Regions from separate parts of the Mus musculus genome. Here region 2 is linked to region 1. Evidence: chromatin contacts called from public HiChIP or PLAC-seq data. All regions are on one chromosome and are shown on one strand. Each heading gives the region's core, a stretch centred on a gene start, on an enhancer-like site or on the middle of the called end of the contact. The rest is flanking DNA. Distances are from core to core; before and after follow the strand shown. Region 1 overlaps Gm36560 (a long non-coding RNA gene). Region 2 holds the start of Hoxc10 (homeobox C10).

What was found. HiChIP or PLAC-seq counts read pairs in DNA pulled down with a chosen protein or histone mark.
Region 2: a contact with region 1 is called in an H3K27ac HiChIP or PLAC-seq map of the NIH/3T3 cell line, with 5 times the contacts expected there. The contact joins the promoter of Hoxc10 here to the enhancer-like site in region 1. A contact is called at or near these places in 4 of 39 promoter capture datasets (the HPC-7 cell line, cranial neural crest, embryonic stem cells and 1 more), 1 of 484 Hi-C or Micro-C datasets (mammary gland), 6 of 115 datasets of contacts at active chromatin or transcription factors (the NIH/3T3 cell line, embryonic stem cells, forebrain and 1 more) and 2 of 9 other capture datasets (adipose tissue and macrophages).

Annotation. Positions count from the first base shown.
Region 1 is chr15:102,801,070-102,803,965 of GRCm38.p6, forward strand. The region is part of intron 6 of Gm36560 (a long non-coding RNA gene); the gene reads left to right. Among named protein-coding and RNA genes, the nearest start is that of Gm36560, 48 kb to the left of the region's middle. Within about 2 kb of position 1,367, at least 59 of the 459 cell types and tissues checked have an H3K27ac peak or open chromatin away from gene starts, as enhancers often do. A contact at or near this core is called in the NIH/3T3 cell line, where this site is marked.
Region 2 is chr15:102,965,335-102,968,230 of GRCm38.p6, forward strand. It overlaps Hoxc10 (homeobox C10), which reads left to right and starts at 1,462. Exons shown (of 2, transcript NM_010462.5): 1 at 1,462-2,274. The coding sequence starts at 1,524.

The DNA of each region.
Region 1 (2,896 bases), core at 117-2,616:
AGCATCAGCAGGGATTAAGAGGAGGCTCCGGGGTTTGTTTTTGCCTCAGGAGGATCATCTTTAAAAACCATGTCCTCAGCATTAAAATGGGCTTGGATTTTCATCCTTTTATATGGTGGTGCCGTCTTCCTAGGGCTCCTGCCTTCGCTGTAGCATTTTTGTGGTAAGACAGACACAGTGTGAAACGTGCCATCTTAACCAGTGTTTAGAAGTGCATCAAGCACACTCACAGCGGTCTCTTGAATGGTCTCATCTTCCCAAGATCAAAGTCCGTACTTACTACACTACCTCCTGGCTCCCCCTTGCTGCCGTCCTTGGCACCCTTCCTCTAACTCACTCAGCTCCTTAGCATCATCTGACCACATTATGTAGTTCTGATAAATCCTGAGAATCCTCTCCACTTGGCCTCTGTAGACTTGTTCTGATGGGCTCCTGTCACTTCTTGGTTTGGAGTTCCTCTCTGAGAGGCAGTTCTGGGGCCTGGCCCTCATGTAAGTCATCTTTTCCCATCTGATCCTTAGGTATGGTCCACCCCACTTTCCTCTTGGTTCGGTTGGTCCTCATTTTCATATCCCATTCCTAATTTGTCCTGCTTTAAGAGACCCTCTTATCGGCATCCTCAAATGCCCCAACTGCTATGTGATGACCTTGTTGTCTCCCCGCATACACACATATTCAGCTGGATTGCTTGTCAGGCTGTTCTTATTTATCTTATTTCCTTCTCAGCCAAGAAGAGTCCCCAGTTCAGTGCTCTCTTTTTCTAGATCCTCAGTGCTCAAACTGTGGTCCATGTCCTGGCAACATTAACATCACTGAGGAGTTTGTCAGAAGTGCAGAGTCCCAGGCTCCACCCCTGACTTACTGAACAGTAATTCTCATTTTAACAAGACCTCCAGATTATAGTGTGCATGTTGAAGCCTAAGAAACACGGCCACAAGAGAGTGATAAGTAATTTATTTTGCAGGTGTTTATAAGTAAAAAAAAAAAAAAAAATCAACACCTGTAGCCTAGATTCAGATGGCATGGATATTGTTGAGGAGGGAAAGAACAGTATTTTGTATGCTTGGACTTCCTGGGGTTCTGAGAGAATGGCCTAGAAAGGCCTAGAGAGAAGCTGAGAAGGCCCAGGAGCCTCCATTCTCATGAGCAAGGCAGGAGGCTCACATAAGGAGAAGGTCCCCAACTGTCTGCTTCTTACTGAGGCAGAACGGAGATTCAGGTCCCTAAAATTCACTTGGAAGTTGGCTGACCATGTCTAGTCAGTCAGTGGTGCTTGTCTCAAAACCCAGCCGGGCTCTCAGCGGTTGGTTTCTGTCTCCATGGCTGGTGCTGACTCATCCTTTGTAGGAGGGCTGACTGTAGCTGGGAAAGGCTGAGGAGCCAGTGTAATTCTCTCCTTCTTCCTCACTCCACTGAAAGGGATCGAGGAGGGGCATGGAGAGCGGAGACAGGGTGTGGGAGTCAAACCTGTTCTTCGCATAGCAATCATCCAGTCTCACTCCAAGAAGTTGAGTCCACAGCTGGGAAAAACTGGAGCCAGTCTGAGTCTGCTTGGCTCGGAGCCAGCCTTCCTGTTTTTTTTTTTTTTTTTTGTTCTTTCTCTTTCTGGGGATCCACAGGAGTGGGAGCATCTTCCTCTAGTCTCAGGTATTAGAGAGCTGTGTCCCATGGAGGCAAAGGTTAGCTAGTGCTGCGAGTTTGAATTCTTGGGCTTTTGCCTGGCCCTCCTCTCTCATCTTCAAAAGAGGATGCCAGGATCCAAGATCTACTTGTGTAGGTTTTGTTTTTAGGGGCTATGCAGTAACTGAAGAACAAGGTGTTTTAGGACAACCTTGAGAGGGCTGTGGACTGTTGTGTGGGAAAATAATGTACACAAAATGTCTCTTTGCCTAGAGTCATGCTTTGTTTTTCTTGGTCCTTGGGTCTCTGCGTGGAGGCTCTATTGGTGAGGCGATGTGTTTCTTGTTCTAATAACAGTGGTCTCTAGAGCAGAGACCCGAGATACCACAGTCTGAGCAAAAGATCCCACGAGTGTCCCTTGTCATGTCCAAGGTTATCACCCTTAGGAGCAATCCTTTGAAGTCTGCCGCATGCTGTGATCTGGTCCTGGGTGTCTTATCTAGGGCTGGCATGAGATTGCTTACATCATCTGTAGTCAGATGTCTTGCTCCCGTAGGTCATACCAATGCTGACCCTAAACTACTGCTAGAACACTCAGTGTCTCTGTGCCCTCAACATGTCCACTCTTCTCACCTGGTGGAGGGCTCCTTGCAAGCCAGGAGAGGTGGCCCCCTCCTCTGTGTCCACTTCATGGAAGTGCAGTAGAGGCTGAGGAGGGGGGAATGTGAAGGAATCATACCCTTCTGGTTCAGAGAGTATGATAAGTTAACTCATTTGCAGTTCCTTGGTGAGAGAAAGAATATGCATTTTTCTGAACTCACTTTTAGGTCACATTGGGTTGCTTTGGTTGAGCAAAATTTGTGGTAAGGTTGTGACTTTAAGCCCGTATTGTTTATTAGGCTTCTTTTCTAAGGTTGTCCCGATTTGGGGAACTTGGAGATTGGGGGTGTATATTGGTGATAGCTGGTAAATGGGAAAAACATAAAATTTTAGTGAGGAGAAGCTATCTCAGGAATCTATAATGAGCACGTGTGTTATTTCTTTTCCAACAGGCTGCATAATTTTTATGACCAATTATTCCATTTGTAACGACGCTGAGATAACAGAGATCCCATCTCACGCTCCACGGCACACGCCAGGCACTCATGGGAGCTCAGGGACACTGTCCCTTCTTCAAGAATTGGACAGCTAGAGTGTTTCCACCAAACTGAATACTAGCAAGGGGGTAGGGTGGGGAGGAAGATGTGAGCCTTTTATAAATAGCAAAGGGGAGAAT
Region 2 (2,896 bases), core at 212-2,711, 160 kb after region 1:
ACTCATCCACTCCAGGGAGCTCGGCCCTGGAGTCCTTTCCCAGCCAGGCTCTGGTCTTTCGGGGGAAAATGGAAAGCCCACAGCCTCTGCCCAGGGAAAAATGCGGAGCTACCGGAAAGACAAGTTATTCTCCGGATTCCGTTTCCTGAGGAAGGGGTGGAGAGTTTAGTTCGCTTTGGAAGAAAAGTGATGGAGAACTATTTCAAACACACATCCCTCCTAACCTCCCGGCCTCCCGTACGATTCCCCTTTAGCAAGCACGCAAAAAAATAGACCGCTCCTCTTCTTTAAAAAAATACTCCCAGCCCAATCGCTTAAAAAGGACCCTTCTCGGATGGAGTTTAATTGTTTCTTCTGAGCCTTTCCCATGTGGATACACATGCCTCCAACCCAAGCAAGGCCTGGAGGTTCGAGCTTTCTCTCCGGAAATATTCCTTTTTTTAAAAAGTAGGGACAAGGTCAAACAGGAAAAGAGGGCCGCCGGGCCATGGAGCAAAGCAGCCTATGGAACCCTCTCTAAGGCTCTAAGGGCAAAGCCGAGAGAGAGGCTTATCCAGTAAGGCCCAGACCGCAACTCCAGGGTTGGAGAAAGATACCTTTAATCTCCAACTCCCTCCTGCACTGATCCTTAGGCCCACTAAGATCCTCCTTTGCCCAGAATCCCTTGAGTGGTTGTGACCCGGGCCCGGGCCCACTCCAGACACTGGAGACTCCCAGTTAGTACCGAAAAAGGAACTTGCAACTCAACTAACCTCCAAGACCTACGGTAGGGAGAGCTCAGACCCAAGGGCCAAGCCGGACCAGGAGGCAGGAGAACAGAAACTTCAGCTTGCTTTTGATTCTTGAACTTTCTCTTCTACCCTAAGCCCACTGGAGATTCTTCCCATCTCCCCCAAAACACTACCCGGCTACCAACCCAAGAGAAGAAACAGGAGAACAGGGGTGAAGAAAGTGTAAGGTGAAGAGAGGGAAAAGAGTACCTGAATCTTGTCTTGACCTTTTACTTTGAATTTGACTGTTTTGAGCCCCGGTTGCCTTACTCTGTCCCGCATTTCCCCCCTCTCCACCCCCCTCTCCTCAGGAGCTACAGGCTGATTCTCTAGTAAACAAGTCCCACTCTTCACAGAACAGTCCCATGTCCCTCCACCTACCCCACCACTACCCCACCGCCCTTGCAGCCCGGGGGGCGCTTCCTTTGTTCGCCAGGAAGGGCTCCGGTGCCCCTACCCCGAGGCAGCTGCTAGGTGGCGCTGTTACTCCACGCTGAGCGCTCCGCCTGCCGACAACTTGACCCCGCTGACGTCACGACCGTCTGAATCATCAAGGCCATTTTCAAATCCCATTGGTCTAGCCGTCACATGGTGAGGACCGAATGCGCGGATAATTATGGAGCTGATATTTCCCCCCTCCCCTTCTTTTTCCTCCCGCCCCTCCAACCGCTCCCCCCCCCTTCCCGGATGGGGGAAAAAAGATGTCAGCTCCTCCGCTGTAGTATTGCTCCTTAAAAACCCCTCTCTCTGAAAATGACATGCCCTCGCAATGTAACTCCGAACTCGTACGCGGAGCCCTTGGCTGCGCCGGGAGGAGGAGAGCGCTATAACCGTAACGCAGGAATGTATATGCAATCTGGGAGTGACTTCAACTGCGGGGTGATGAGGGGCTGCGGGCTCGCGCCCTCTCTCTCCAAGAGGGACGAGGGAGGCAGCCCAAACCTAGCCCTCAACACCTACCCGTCCTACCTCTCGCAGCTGGACTCCTGGGGCGACCCCAAAGCCGCCTACCGCCTGGAACAACCTGTTGGCAGGCCTCTGTCCTCCTGTTCCTACCCACCTAGTGTCAAGGAGGAGAATGTCTGCTGCATGTACAGTGCAGAGAAGCGGGCGAAAAGTGGCCCTGAGGCAGCTCTCTACTCCCACCCCCTGCCGGAGTCTTGCCTTGGGGAGCACGAGGTACCTGTACCCAGCTACTACCGAGCCAGCCCGAGCTACTCCGCGCTGGACAAAACGCCCCACTGTGCTGGGGCCAACGAGTTCGAAGCCCCCTTTGAGCAGCGGGCCAGTCTCAACCCGCGCACCGAACATCTGGAATCGCCTCAGCTTGGGGGCAAAGTGAGTTTTCCTGAGACCCCCAAGTCCGACAGCCAGACCCCCAGTCCCAATGAGATCAAGACAGAGCAAAGCCTGGCGGGCCCAAAAGCCAGCCCCTCGGAGAGCGAGAAGGAACGGGCCAAGACCGCAGACTCCAGTCCAGACACCTCGGATAACGAAGCTAAAGGTAAGGCCGTCTGGGCCGCGGGGCGGGCTGGAACGTTGGGGGTGCGAGTCTTCGTGGTCAGGATTTGGGGCAGGAAGATAAGGGAGAATTGAGCAGAGGCCTAAGGAACTCAAAGGTTCTGAATTGACCCGGGCTTGAGGCTCCTGTTTGCTGAGCTCCAGGCTGGTAGCGTGTCATTTAGCAGTGGAAGGTAAACCGAGACATGGAAGTGCCAGGCCAGCCCGGCCCTTGGTTGCATAGGCGGAGGAGGGGCGCACTACAGGAAGCCTACGGGCACCCTGTGCTGCACCGGATCGGTGGCCATTCCTAGGCGCGTGATGGCTTTGGTTTGCTTTTTCAGTGAGGATGTCCTGGGGGGCTAATGTCCCCAGCTCAGGTCAAAGCTCACAAAAAGCTTAAAATGGCGATCCTTAGGCCAGGGACCAGAGAAGGCTTAGAGATGAATAATGTCTCTTCAGTGCATATTCCTAGTTGGAAAAATGTTTACTAGAAACACAATTTGTTGTTTGTGGGTCGGATTTGTGCGTGCAGTTTGTGCCCCTGCAATTTCTGTCTCGGCAGGAGCCTTGGGCAGCGAGGCTGAGGCCGGAAGAGGTGGAGGTGAAGGGCTGCCCGCCACATC